2 separate regions of the Mus musculus genome follow, and region 2 is linked to region 1. The links are chromatin contacts, called in public promoter capture Hi-C maps. All regions are on one chromosome and are shown on one strand. Each heading gives the region's core, a stretch centred on a gene start, on an enhancer-like site or on the middle of the called end of the contact. The rest is flanking DNA. Distances are from core to core; before and after follow the strand shown. Region 1 overlaps Tnrc6a (trinucleotide repeat containing 6a). Region 2 holds the start of Lcmt1 (leucine carboxyl methyltransferase 1).

The links. Promoter capture Hi-C pulls out the DNA fragments that hold promoters and counts their contacts.
Region 2: a contact with region 1 is called in a promoter capture Hi-C map of hematopoietic stem and progenitor cells. The contact joins the promoter of Lcmt1 here to the enhancer-like site in region 1. A contact is called at or near these places in 4 of 39 promoter capture datasets (the HPC-7 cell line, hematopoietic stem and progenitor cells and pre-B cells) and 3 of 9 other capture datasets (adipose tissue, liver and pancreatic islet).

The regions. Positions count from the first base shown.
Region 1 is chr7:123,143,591-123,150,532 of GRCm38.p6, reverse strand. It overlaps Tnrc6a (trinucleotide repeat containing 6a), which reads right to left. Exons shown (of 24, transcript NM_144925.3): 3 at 6,696-6,783. Among named protein-coding and RNA genes, the nearest start is that of Tnrc6a, 23 kb to the right of the region's middle. Within about 2 kb of position 1,397, at least 25 of the 459 cell types and tissues checked have an H3K27ac peak or open chromatin away from gene starts, as enhancers often do. A contact at or near this core is called in the HPC-7 cell line and hematopoietic stem and progenitor cells, where this site is marked.
Region 2 is chr7:123,374,775-123,382,087 of GRCm38.p6, reverse strand. It overlaps Lcmt1 (leucine carboxyl methyltransferase 1), which reads right to left and starts at 4,106. Exons shown (of 11, transcript NM_025304.3): 1 at 3,833-4,106. The coding sequence starts at 3,939.

The DNA of each region.
Region 1 (6,942 bases), core at 148-2,647:
ATGATGTTCTAGAAGAGTGGTTTTCAACCTCCCTAGTATTATGACCCTTATGTTGTGGTAATCCCCAACTATAAAATTATTTTCATTGCTTTTTTATAACTAATTTTGCTAGTTATGAATCATCATGTAAGTCTGTGTGCTGTGTTTTCCGATGGCCACAGATGACCCCACTGAAAGAGTCATTTGATCCCTAAACGGGTTTGAGACCAACTGTTCTAGAACAATGGCCAGCCTCACCCAGTATTCTGATGAACACTGACCTAACACGGTGAAGGAATGAATATGATAGAAATCCAGCACTCATTACAATTGATGAGGAGGAAATGGAAGTGGCAGACTTTTGCTTCTTAAAGCAGGCTTCTGTAGGCTGGTCCAAGAATGCAGTATAATTAAATTATTATGAGAATTTCCAAGTGGGCCCAGTATTTTAATAGTAATTACCTCGACTGGCCCAAATTGTAGCCAATAGTCATACTATAATTTCTGGTCACCGAACTGAGGCCAGTTTAAATGGAGATCTGAAAAATATATACCAGATTTCTAATATTGAGTATTTTTCAAAGAATAAAAACTACTTCATTAATACTATTTTGTATGGATTGTGTGTTAAAACAGCAATATTTGGGGCTAGAGAGATGGCTCAGCAGTTAAATTCCTAAGTTCAATTCCTAACAACATGATGGCTCATAATCATCAGTAATGGGATCCTATGCCATCTTCTGGTGTTATGAGAGTGACAAAGTATTCACATACATAAAATAAATATTTTTAAAAGAAAATACAGCAATATTTGGCCTCTACTAAATTACATAAATATTAAAAATCGTCCTTAATGTCTTCTTTTGTTTCTGAAGCAGGACCTCACTATGTAGGCTGGCTGCTCCTGTACTAACTGAGATGAAACTATCGTGCTCATATTTCAGAGCTATTGTAAGGATTAAATAATAAAACATGACAAATTGGGGTATGAGGAGAATATAGACTATTAAAAGTCAGGTGTCCTACGTAAGACAATTACAGAGTTCTAGCAAATCAAGCATAGAAGTAAACAGTTGGTATCTCAAATATTTTAATATTTAACATTTTTTCACCTTCAAACAATCTTTAAAACAATTCTACAAGTGGAGATGTCAGATAATAGCAGACAGGACAAAGGGTGTTTCACTCCTAACAGTTCTGCAGTACCTGCCCTACCTCTGTAAGTGTCTATGCAAGTTTTTAGAGTTCAAGTTCTGAATCCCAGCTTTATTTTTGACAATGTGTGACCTTTGTCAAATTAGTTAACTTTTCTAAATTAGGTAACTTCCTTCCTCATCTGCAAAATGTGGTCAAGTATAGCCCTGTAAGCTCAGGACCCCAGCTGGCTCAGAGGAAGGCAGAGAAGAGTGGGGAGCGGTCAGCAGGTCATGTGTTCCCACTGCTCTCGGCTCTATCTCACATGTGGAAACGAGCTGCTCCTCATGCTCGGCTGTCTTCCTCCTTCCTGACTGACCCTACAACGCCTTCCGGATATTATAATACGGTGGTTCGAATGACTCCTACAGGCTCTAACGTTCAAATAGCTGGTCCTAGTTGGTTGATGGGAAGGATTAGGAGGTGGGACCTTGGAGGAAGTGTATCTTAGGTATGAGCTTTAAGGTTTCAAAAGCCCACACCAGTCACAGTTAACTCTCTGTGCCTCATGCTTGATCAAAATGTAAGCTCTCAGCTATTGCCCCAATGCCATGCCTGACTCTAGGCTACAATTCTTCCCACCATGGTGGTCATCTGGAACTGTGAGCTCCAATAAACCCTTCTACAAGTTGCCTTTGTCAGTGTCTCTTCACATAGAAAAGTAACTAAGACACAAGGAATAAAGAATTAATTTAGTTCAACTCACTTATTTAAACTGAGATAACAACTATACAAAAGTCTTTCCTTTGAGTTAGCAAATGGTACCTAGTCTAGAACCCTGGTCTGGTGAATGCTAAGGGAAGAGGAAGGTGTGTGGGAGGAGAGAGCTGTAAGAAGATCATCTCACTGCCCTGGATAATCACCTCCTCAGTTGCCCATGTTTCAGAAAAACGCTCTGATAAGACTCAGATCTAAGGGAGGGAAGAAGTCAGAACATTTCTTTTTTTTTTTTAAAGTTATTTTCTTTTCTTTTTTTTTAAATATTTATTTATTTACTATATGTAAGTACACGGTAGCTGTCCTCAGACACTCCAGAAGAGGGCGTCAGATCTCGTTATGGATGGTTGTGAGCCACCATGTGGTTGCTGGGATTTGAACTCCTGACCTTCGGAAGAGCAGTCGGGTGCTCTGACCCACTGAGCCATCTCACCAGCCCGTCAGAACATTTCTACAGCCCAAATCTCTCAGGCTTTAGTAACTTACATCCATAAAAACCTTTCAATTCAAACAATAACAGCAACACCTAAACTAGCATGACTGTTGAAATCTATCTTAACAGAAAATTCCAGTTTGTATCATGGCTGTGCCAACACTTCACTACCACATACTTTCTAGGTACTACGTCACATGGTTAAGTGAAAGATGGTCTACGTCATCCTCATAATTAACCTATTTCTCAACCTCCCTGGTCTTTACTGCTCCTCCCTTAAGATCCCTTTTGAAAGTTTTCTCATGGGCTGGAGAGATGGCTCAACAATTAAGAGCATTGACTGATCTTCCAGAGGTCCTGAGTTCAATTCCCAGCAACCACATGGTGGCAAACAACCATCTGTAGTGGGATTCAATGCCCTCTTCTAGTATGTCCGAAGATAGCTACAGTATTTATTTATATACATTTTTTTAAAAAATCTTTAAAAAGAAAGTTTTCTTACAAAACTGGAACCTGAGGGGAAATTCCTGCTAATCTCCCCTCTCCCCTCTCTCAGGTTGAAGCTATATGTCTGTGCTCTATCAAACTATTTTTTTAGGTCTAAGAACAGAAGATTCTTCATCATATAAAAAGTATTGCACATACATGGCCAGCTTATTAGGATAAGGTTTTTAGAACAGAAAAATGTTTAAAATGAAGTTATTACCTCACTATCATAATCATTTACTAGGGTGGAAAATACTATTTTTTTAAAAAGTACCTAATTTTTATATAAAATTTCTTAGAGAAAGACTAAATATTTGAACAGATGCTTAAATAGCAAAATAAAGACCTGTTATTGTTAAACTACTGCAATGAGTTTTGATGATGCCTAAGACGCTATCAAGAGGGAGAGGCACAGGAACCTGGTTCAGTGCAGAGCTAGCTTATTAGCATGCTCAACACTCTGAGTTTAATATCTAGCATTTAAACAAATCAATTGTGTTATTTGGTTTTTTATTTGAAGCAGAAAATAGCTCATGGCATAAAGTTAGATTTCAAAAGCACACGTGCTGATAGGGAGTTAAGTCTACATGTTTTCTATATTCGTAGCATGAGAACCTACACTTTATATCACATTATAAAATGTTCCTTATGAATGATTTCGCAATTTAAAAGTTCCCCTATATATGGTAAAAAATAAAGAAGTGTGAGATAACACTGTGCATGGAAAACAGAGTGCTGAGGTAGAGCTGTGAATAGACACCCAATGAGAGAATGAGGTTTCAACTTTACTTCTGAATCTGCTGCCATGATGAAAGCAACATCAGCCTTTACACTGAACACAAAGAGACCAGCACAGATAGCTGCTCACATCTTCAGAAGGGCAAGTGCACCGTCCATACACAGACAGAGCAGGCGGGTTGTGATGAACTTACGCTCAAACTCTCATGTAAATGGTCCTGCCCACCTGACTCATGTCTCCTAGAGTGGATATACTTGCTGGCTCCTACAGAAAACAAAAGAAAGCTCCACAAACCTTGTCTTAACAGTTTGTGACTCATGGTCTTTCATATGGGCCAATCTGTGAGTTTTCTTTTTTTACGGAACTATTTGGTAGCAGTGTATGGAAATACCAGCTGTCCTTATTTTGCCAACAGGTTGCATTCAAATTCAATTATAAGCTGGTTTTCTACAATTTGGAGAAGCTGTATTTACACTGTCAGTCTGGACAATTAAATTTAACAATTATTAAGGGTTTTTAACATCCTTTAGACTGTTTAGTGGATTGACAGGATACATAGCAATACCGTAGCCATGTGGAAGATCTGGAAAAAGCAAGCCGTTTTTCTTTCAACACCTGGTGGGTGGTTCTTGTGGGCTATGATGAGACTGAGCCTGGAGCCACTAACGGAGGCAGGGAAGGAGTGGGAAAAAATGAAAAGCTGTCCCTGCAGATCTGACAAAGACAAATAACAAGCAGACACCGGTCATGCACTCCATGTAGACGTATGTATACATAAGGAGGCACCTTACTGACTTGGTGATTTAAACAGTTGACTGTGAAGGAGGCGAAGAACAACTTTCACAACTGAGTTGTTATTTCTATATTTCTATATTTCTATATGCTGACTTAAAATTCTTCTAAGCATCTTCCTTTTGCAGAGTCTCCTCAAAGTCCAAACACATATTCTTAAATATTACCTTAGGCTCTTTCCCAGATATGCTGTACTATAACTTACAAGCTAAATCTTGAACTCCTTAGGACCAACAAGCCCTAAGGCAATGTACTGGCTGGTTTTATGTGTCAACTTGACACAGGCTGGAGTTATCACTAAGAAAGGAGCCTCCCTTGAGGAAATGCCTCCATGAGATCCAGCTGTAAGGCATCTTCTCAATTAGTGATCAAGGTTGGGAGGACCCATTGTGGGAGGTGCCATCCCTGAGCTGGTAGTCTTAGGTTCTATAAGAAAGCAAGCTGAGCAAGCCAGGAGAAGCAAGCCAGTAAGCAACATCCCTCCATGGCCTTTGCATCAGCTTCTGCTTCTTGACCTGCTTAAGTTCCAGTCCTGACTTCCTTTGATGATAAACAGCAATGTGGAAGTGTAAGCTCCCCAACTTGCTTCTTGGTCACGATGTTTGTACAGGAATAGAAAACACTAGCCAAACCAGATTCTACATTAAGCACACCAACTAGCCTTCTCACCAGTCTCTAGTTTATGGGCAAATAGCACCACGGCCCAAGAGTACAGTAAGTTTTTCCCAACCTTAACTTGAGGACACAACTCTTTCATTATTACCAAAAAAAGATGGACCAAACTGCAAAGACCATCCAACATAAAAAAGCCTCTGGAGTCTCAAGGCATCAGCCAACACTAGACTCTATACTAGAGCCCTAGCCAAACACCTATAATGCAGACCTATGTATTTCTTCCAGGTTCCCCTAAGGGTGGCCAGATTGGACTGACAGGTGACAGTGTCACCTACTATCTCTCCTTACAGTCAGTTCTCCAAATGGCTCTGTACTCTATTACTTCTCCCAAGGTGCACGAAGTTTAGCACACCCAGAACTAATTAACTTATCACTTCTTTTTCTGTACTCTCGAAGCAAAGTAACAGCTCCCAAATATATTTAATCACTCAATGGAATCTGAAAGTCAAGCTAGGATGATCTATCTTCATAGCTACTAAATAAGCAAATTCTAGGGTCAACAGTCCCTGAAATCAGTACTTCACTCTCTCCCATCTAATGCAACGGTTTCCTGAGGGAAATACAAACACTCAAAGTCTCAAGAAGAGACCTACCCACTAGATCACTAACTGCCTCACAGCTATCTCCTGATACCCCTCCCCACACCCCACCCCCAAAGCCTCAACATTTTAATATATATAGGCTACAAATTCCTAGTTCTGAATGCCTGGGGTACTTCCTGCTCCTTAATCACCTGACTCATTTCTATTCTGAAAAAATGTCCTATCCTTCTCATCTCAGGCTCCATCTCAGGCTAAAGTATCTTCTTCCTCTGTGCTTCACAGCTTCCCATAGCAACATGCTTCATGCATTCTGCCTTTTGGGTCTGGGCTGAATGATGGGCACGATGCCTTACCTAAGATACATATTTAAAGAGCACAGCAGTACTTTTTCACTAAAATACACAGTGGTTTATTGGATCTTTTGGAACATTTTAAGGTCCTTGAGAATTTGACAGAGAAGACTGAGTGGCAGGTATGTGGTCATTGGCCTTTGCATGCTTGCTGTGGCTCTAGTTTCTTATCCTGTAGTCTACACAGAGTCTTTTCTAATAAACACCTTAGGGCTCGCTTTAAAGTGACTTCATTTAAAGTGAAAATTTAGAAACTCAGCACAGGCATTAAATTAAAGGGAACTTTTATTCTTTTCGTGTCAAAACTTGTTTAAATACGATTTGCTTAAATATAGTTTATTTCCTACTTTGCACATGTATTTTATTACCTCATTTAACTCAACACTTGTTTTATAAAAAGTAAAGAAACTGATGCCCAAGAAGGCTAAATAAAATTGATGGTCACGTCATCTTAAGGTTGTGTGAACAAGTAAGGCATTAAAACCCTCTCTATCTTCATAGCCATTAAGCTTCTGTGTTCTCCCCACTTATAAAATCATAATGAAATACATAAGAATCACTAATTGAAAGATAAACCCCATGAGATGTACTTACCTTTGAAAAACTCAGTATGGGCAAGATTATGCATTGAATTACATATTTAGCAAACATATATGCACATTCAAAGACATTAAATATTAAAATGACTCTTCAATGAAGTTAACAAACTTAATTGAGATGCTTTAACAAAGTCATAATTTCCTTGTATTCTATGTTCAAACTGCTTAACAAAGTTTATCATATACTACCTTCTTTTGAGCAGCTTCCTTCTTTTTCTTGTCGTCTTTTTTCTTTTTCTTTTCTTCCATCAACTGTTCTTCTTCTTGCACTAAATCCCTGAACCACACAGTTGCAATTAACTTTCCCAAAATGGATTTAGAAATAAAAATAAAGTTGCATATTCATTTTCACTTTTGAAAGAGCAGCTCTGTCTTTATTCAACACAACTTGCAACCTAGCCACACAGCTATCATGTAGTACAACTAACTGCCTTTT
Region 2 (7,313 bases), core at 2,857-5,356, 230 kb before region 1:
ACTAGAAGTTCAAACAGCAAGGCACCAACTTGGCAAGACACCCTGACTGTGTCATGTTAGAGTGAAAACGTGGACGGGAGAGAAGACATATAAAAAGAGAGCAAGAGAACTTTCCGTGACAGCCCACTCACAGCAATCAACCAGGTCTCAAAGAATGAAAATCCCCTCCCTCAAGACTCGGGAGGCAGAGGCAGGCGGATTTCTGAGTTCGAAGCCAGCCTGGTCTACAGAGTGAGTTCCAGGACAGCCAGGGTTACACAGAGAAACCCTGTCTCGAAAAACAAACAAAAAAAAAAAAAAAAACAAAACAAAACAAAACAAAACAAAAAGAAACAATATCCAGGGTTGGAGAGATGGCTCAACGGTTATGATCTCAGCACACACACAAAAAGCCAAGCCTGGCCTTGCACATGCCTGTAATCCCAGTGTGGGGTGGGTCAATTGACAGGACCTGCAGGTTGTAAACCTAACTGAAAACTGAGAGCTCCAGGTTCTGCAAGAGACCCTGCCTTGGAGGAATAAGGTCTAATGAAAGGACACCTATGATATCCTTTTCCAGCCGCCACACGGGTGTGCACAGGATCATGAACCTACACACATACACACACACACACACACACACACACACACACCAACACTTAACCAACACACAAATATTCACACACACATATATACCAAAAAAGAAAAAGGAAACAAAGAAATACATTAAACCTTTTTAAAGGCCTCAACAGTTCTCACGGGCACCATCTACCAACAGTGACACATCAGGAACCACGTAATTACAAACCTGATGTGTCAGAGCAGGCCCCGATTCTGACGACGTAAGAGTGGCAATGATAGCCAGTTTGAAGCATCTGCTGCAGCCACTGCTGAAAACACTCCACACTCAATCCTCACCACAGCCTCCGAACGCAGACAACCTCACCACTGTTCCAGGACTCCGTACCAACGGAGGGGGCAAACCAACACACAGTGACAGAACTGCAGGTACCCTGGGGGACCAATGGACTTTTTAAATGTTGCCTTATGGATTTGATGCTGTAACTCACAGTGGCAGGAACCAGCCAGACCCACTGCTAATACATGCTCAGCAACTTCAACCAAATAATATTCTGACGGGAAGGAAATCCAAACTACTACCAGTAAACTAGTGACAACTTCACTTTGTACTAATCCTGTAGTAACAACCAAAAGGTATGCTAACTTTGTGATCCCCATTTTAAAAAAAGAAAGGAAGACTTCGGCAGAGAAGGATAACTTGCTCCTATGCCCCACAGGCAAGCATCTAGTGATATCACAACCTTTGACAAGACTGAGAAGTTTTATGTGATACAATGAAGATGTTGGTCTCACAGGCAAGATGGCTTAGGAAGAAGGTGTTTGCAACCAAATGTGATGCTCTGAGTTCAATACCCAGGCCCAACAGGGTGAAAGAAGAGAAATGACCTGTCCTACACTGCCTGCTGACACATATATATAAAGTGAATAAATGTAATTTGAAAAAAAAGTTGTTCAAGGATGCCTATTACAGTATCACAGAAACCAAGAGACACAGAATACTCACATATAGCTTAAGGATTAATTTATGGGGCTGAAGAAATGGCTCTGTGGTTAATGCTTAAGATCAAGTACTGAACCCCAAGTTCAATTCCCAGCACATACATTGGGTGGTTTATAACTGTCTATAACCCCAACTCTAGAGGACCTGCCAACACAATGTGCACTCACAAAGACACAAATATACATATGGCAGATGGTAGTGGCACACACCTTTAGTCCCAGCACCCAAGAGGCAGAGGCAAGCAGATCTCTGTGAATTAGAGGCCAGCTTGGTCTACAGAGCAAGTTCCAAGACAGCCAGGGCTACACAGAGAAACCCTGTGTAGAAAAACAAAACAAGGGAAAAAAAAAACTCAACAACAACAAAACAAAAAACAGAAACAACAACAACAACAAAATCCAAACCAGATTCTCAGAGACAAGGATCCAGTGCAAAAAGCTCTGAATGCAAACCACAGCCTCCACTACTCGAAAGGATCTACTGATAGTGGATAGCAGAGAGTATCACTGAATCTTCAAAGCCACTTAAGAGACCAGATCGCTGCCACCCGCCACGCCACATCTGCTTCTGTCTGTCTCTGTCTCTTTCTCACACACACACGCTTTTACTGTGTGATGTACGCGGGCGTACCTGCATGTGCAGATGTATACAGCTATGCATGCACATGCTCGGTCCTGAGATTGATAGCGGGTGTCTTCCTCTATCACTTTCCACCTTATTTTTTGAGACAGGGTTTCTCATTGAACCTGGAACTTGCCAATTTAGCTAGACCAAGTTGGTCAGGGAGCTCCAGGGAACCCCTTGTTCCCAATCCCCAGGATGGGGGTTACAGGCATATGAGCTCAGGTCACAATGGTTGCACAGCAAGCACTTTCCCAACTAAGCTCTCTCCCCAGCCCCTACTTCAGAGACAAGAAATCTAAGGCAAAAAAAAAAAAAAAAAAGTTAGGGGGCTGGGGAGATGGCTCAGTGGGTAAGAACACTTTTTGTACAAGCCTGAGGACTGAGTTGGATCCCCAGCACAATAAAAAAGAAGGGCATGGCTTTTCACGCACCTGCAACCCGTGATGGGGGCTGGGGGCAGGAAGACTGCTGAGGTCTCTAAGGTTTGCTCCTTACCTAACCAGTCTGGCTGAAAAGGTGAGAGATCTTATCTCAAGGGAACAAGGCAGAACGATAGAGCAGGATACCCAACATCCTCCTCTAGGATGCACAGGTAGTCACCCACACATGCATGCCCCCAACACACACACACATACACATTAGGAACTTGCCCAAGTTTATATAGCTTAGGCAGTCTGGCTCCAGGACTGATGCTTTAAATCCCATTGCTTAGTTTCTAAGACCCTACAAAGAGTGCAACACTTCATTCCAAAACTTGTATTCCCCACACTATAACACCTCTCTGGCCCCCAGCCCACGCCTCTCTCCAGGGCATTGTCCTAATTGTTCCAAAGCCCACACTCGTCCCTAGTTCTGAACATTGTCCTACTTCCCTGTCTCAGGCTTTTTCTTGCCAGTTTAAACATCCCTGGATAAATTTCAAACTCTAAAGACATCTCCAAGAGCCCAACACTAAAGTATGAGTTTACTGCTCCTCCCAACGAGGCTGTGAGTCTAGTATGTCAACACCATGTCTGTTTTGCTCCTTTAAGTATTTGCAATCACTGAAAGCAAACCCTACCAATTAGCTCAAAGTAAGGCACAGTGTACTGTCTCAATAGCTTTGTTGCAGGAATGAAGGACATGCAAGCTTTATGTTTTCTTGTGCACTGACAAGACCCACCACCACCACCTACTACAACTCCATAAATACTGTGACCTATGTATAGTGCTGATTCTACAAACACTGCGGGTGCTGGGACCTGCAATCTACCCCTCCCTCATAGACTTGAGCTTCAGCTGCACAATGGGGAATAATGACCAATTTCAACAGGATTGTAACCTACCAAGCAAAGTTCCTTTTCTAACCCAGCAAAGCTGTAGTTATTACTTGCAACACACCCTGTCTTTCCTGAAGGCTAAGATCTTGCAAGCTTTGTTCAGAGCCTTACTCCCAGTCGTGGTACCCCGGGTTCACACACACTCGTTAATTGTGACTTAAATGAACCTCTCCCTGCTCCGTGCACTTCCCAGGTGTGAAGCCAGGGCCGCTCCAGATGAGTGCGACAGCCCCTTCCCAGTGTCCTAGCGTATGCCTTGGTCAGTGGCCCTCTAGCCACCTAGGCTCGGGACACCAGCTCCCATCCCAAACCCAGCGCCCCCAGGCACCTCTTGCAGAGAGAAGCATCTTCGCAGGTGCCGCGCACTCCCTCGTCGTCCAAGTCACAGCTCGACGAGCAGGAAGAGAACGAGGACTCCCTCGAGCTGGAGGCCATGTGCGTGGGATGTTCTGGGGTGCGGCACCCACCAGGGACATGGAAACGGGGAAACGAGCAGTGGGGGAAAGAGGCAAGAAACAGGCACCGACTAAAGCTGCAAAGATAAGGCGCGATAGGCGGGCGCTGCTCAGTGACGCCGCCCCCGCACCGCCCACCCACCTTTCAGCTGACTGGCTCCCGGGACATGACGTTTGTCGGACCAAGTTCCTCGTCCAGTCAGACCATTGGAGGATTCTTTAGGCTCCGCCCGCACAACCCGGAAGTTTCTAGAGAGCCCGGACATGCTGGTGGCGCCGCAATCCTTTTTGGGAAATGTAGTCTTAGTGGCTTCTTGTCGCTCAGTAACTTACAAACACAGTCAATTCAGGGCTGAAGGGCAGAGAGTCCACCCAAAAGAAGCAAGTTTAATGTATTAACTTTCTGTCTCCATTTAGATCATTCAACACTGTAACAAACTTCTAGTCGGGGAGTCAACACTGTGTCAGGTCCTGTGCTAATCAATGCCTTTGAGATGTTAGGAAGTGACTAGGAACATAGCTCAGAGCGCTCGCCTGGGAGTAGGGTTCTCAGAAAGAAAAGGGGGAAAAAGTTGTGAAAGAGAGAGTTGTGAAGAACAAAATGGAAAACTTTGTAACCATGAGAGTAAATTGGGGATGGGGCTACAAAATTTCTTGAACTCTGTTTCAGAATCAACAGATGTAATCAAAATAGTCTGCGGGACTGAGGAACAAGTGAATAGAAATCAAGGTTTAGGTGACATGAATGGGGAAGGTGGGGGAAGAGAAACCAGTGAAAGGACAGAGGGAGGACAGTTTCTCAAATGAGTAAATATGTTTCATAATTGTGCGTGTGCAGTGTACTTTACAGGTATTCCATAATGGATCACTATAAAACTCTAAATAAAATTGAAGGGTTATTTTCTATTTTGTTTGTTGTTTGGGAGAGAGGAAGGGATAAGCTCTAGCTTTAAGAAGTCTAAATCATACCCATAAAAATTCTGTGGCGATAGGGCAGTGATAAACACTTGCCCACCCTTTCCAGGGTTTTTGGATCTGAGCTCAGAAACACACACACACACACACACACACACACACAGAGAGAGAGAGAGAGAGAGAGAGAGAGAGAGAGAGAGAGGAAGAGAGAGAGAGAATGTTTGGGAAGCGAGAGCAATAGGATCCTTTGAGCCTAGTGTTGGAGGTCAGCCTGGATAATATAGCAAGACTATATTTCAAATTAAAAAAAGAAAAACTAGATGAGTTCTCCTATAATGAAGCCTGGCCTTTAACTCACTGTGTAGCCAAAAATGACCTTGAACTTCTAATTCAATGACCTTGAACTTCTGGTGCCTACACGTCTCCAGTGCTGGGATTGTAGGTATGTGTAACCACATGTAATTTGTACACTATTGAGGCTCAAACCCTGAGTTTAGTGCAATCTAGAAAATATTCTACCAACTGAGCTACATACTGACTCAATTCCTTAAAAAAGAAAACAGCAAATCAACCTATATATGTTCATATATTTTGTTTTATTTATTATTCACTGGAGACACAAGTAACCACTGATACTTCAGGGAGAGATGGCGAAAGGAATAACTGGAGTTCTGAAGTGTCGTTGAAGCTAATCTTGAGGGGTTATGATAAATTACCCTGACAAAAGCAACTTAAAGGGCAATATACTTTATTTTGGCTTGCAGTTTATTTTAGTTATTTTTCTATTGTTGTGAAAAGATACCATAACCAAGGCAGCTTATATAAGAAATCATTTAATCAGGGGCTTGCTTACATTTTCAGAGGGCCACTTCATGACTATCATAATGGTGAACAGGGCAGCATGTAAGCAGGCTTGGATAATATAGCCTGAGAGTTGGGGGTGGATGGAGGAGAAGGGATGGAGGGAAAGAGAGTGAATGACAGAGAAGGGGGAGGGAGAGAGGGAGGGAAGAGGAAGAGGAAGAGGAGGGAGAGGAAGTGATAGAGAGAGGGGGGGGGGTTTAAAACCCAAAGCCCACCCCCAGTGACACAGTGTCTTCAACAAGGCCACACCTCTTAATCCTTCCCAGAACTGTTCTATCAATTATAGGCCGAGCATTCAAATACATGAGCCTATGGGGTTTCTTTTGTTAAAACCACCACATAGTTCCAGGGGGATAAATGTCAGGGAAGACATGAAAGTAGGTAAGGAAGACATGTTGGTAGGACCAGGAGACTTACTGGTCACACTGAATCCATGATTAGTAAGCAGGGAGCAGTGGGTGCATGCAGTGCCTCAGCTCCTTTTTTCCACTTATACACCCCAGGATCCTAGCCAGAGAATAGTGCCACCCATAGTGCATGGGTATTCCTCCTTCAAATAATATTATCAGGAGAATGATCTATAGGCATCCTCAGGAGCCCATCTCCCAAGAAACTCTAGATTCTGCCAAGCTGGCATTTAACGCTAACCATCACAGGGAAATAACACATCTTTCCCTGAAGTAGTCCTCTGCAAAGCAACTCACAGGCTTAGCATCTTCATGTGGCACTCATTCTACACCCCCTGCGGGTGTCCATAGGTAACAAATATGTCAACAACAGGTTGTATGGGATGTCATCCCATAATGATCTGCCTCTCTGAATGACCCTTCAGTCACAATTAGCTTTATCTTGGAAGGGTCAGGCTACTCAGGGTACCTGAACAACTCGGACTGCCTTGAATAAGACCCTCCAACAAAAAGCTCTAGACTTTCTCCAAAATAAAATCGACAGGTACTCCTGTTGCTATCATCAGAGATCCCTTCAGTGACTTAGTGGTAACCATTCATGTTTTCTGGAGCTTCCAGGTGACCCAACATGATTATAAGTTGTCTATGGGATTCTAATGCAACGAATCACTTCTTTGGCCATGCACCCCTGCCATTAGAGTGGTATGCAGTCCCAAGTTTTATTTGGAATGCCAACTCTAACTGTATGAAAGTTCATCAAGTTTTAAACTTTGGGTCTGATTAATCTTTGTGCATGATGCTTTCATTTGCACATTTAAAAAAATATTAATAAAATTATAAACAAGGCACAAAAGTCAGCAAAACTGGCCAAAATCTGGGCAGCCACACGAGCATACATTTGGTGAGGTTTTTTTTTTTTCTTCTAAAGAACATTTAATTGGGGCTGGCTTGCAAGTGCAGAGATTCAGTCCAGTATCATCAAGGCAAGAACATGGCAGCATCTATGCATGTATGGTAAGAAAGGTCTGAGAGAACTACCTCTTCATCTTATGGCTGCTAATGGAAGACTAAATTTCAGGCAGCTAGGGGGATGGTCTTATAGCCCACACACGGAGTGACACACCTACTCCAAAAGGGCCACACTTTCTAATAGTGCCACTCACTGGAC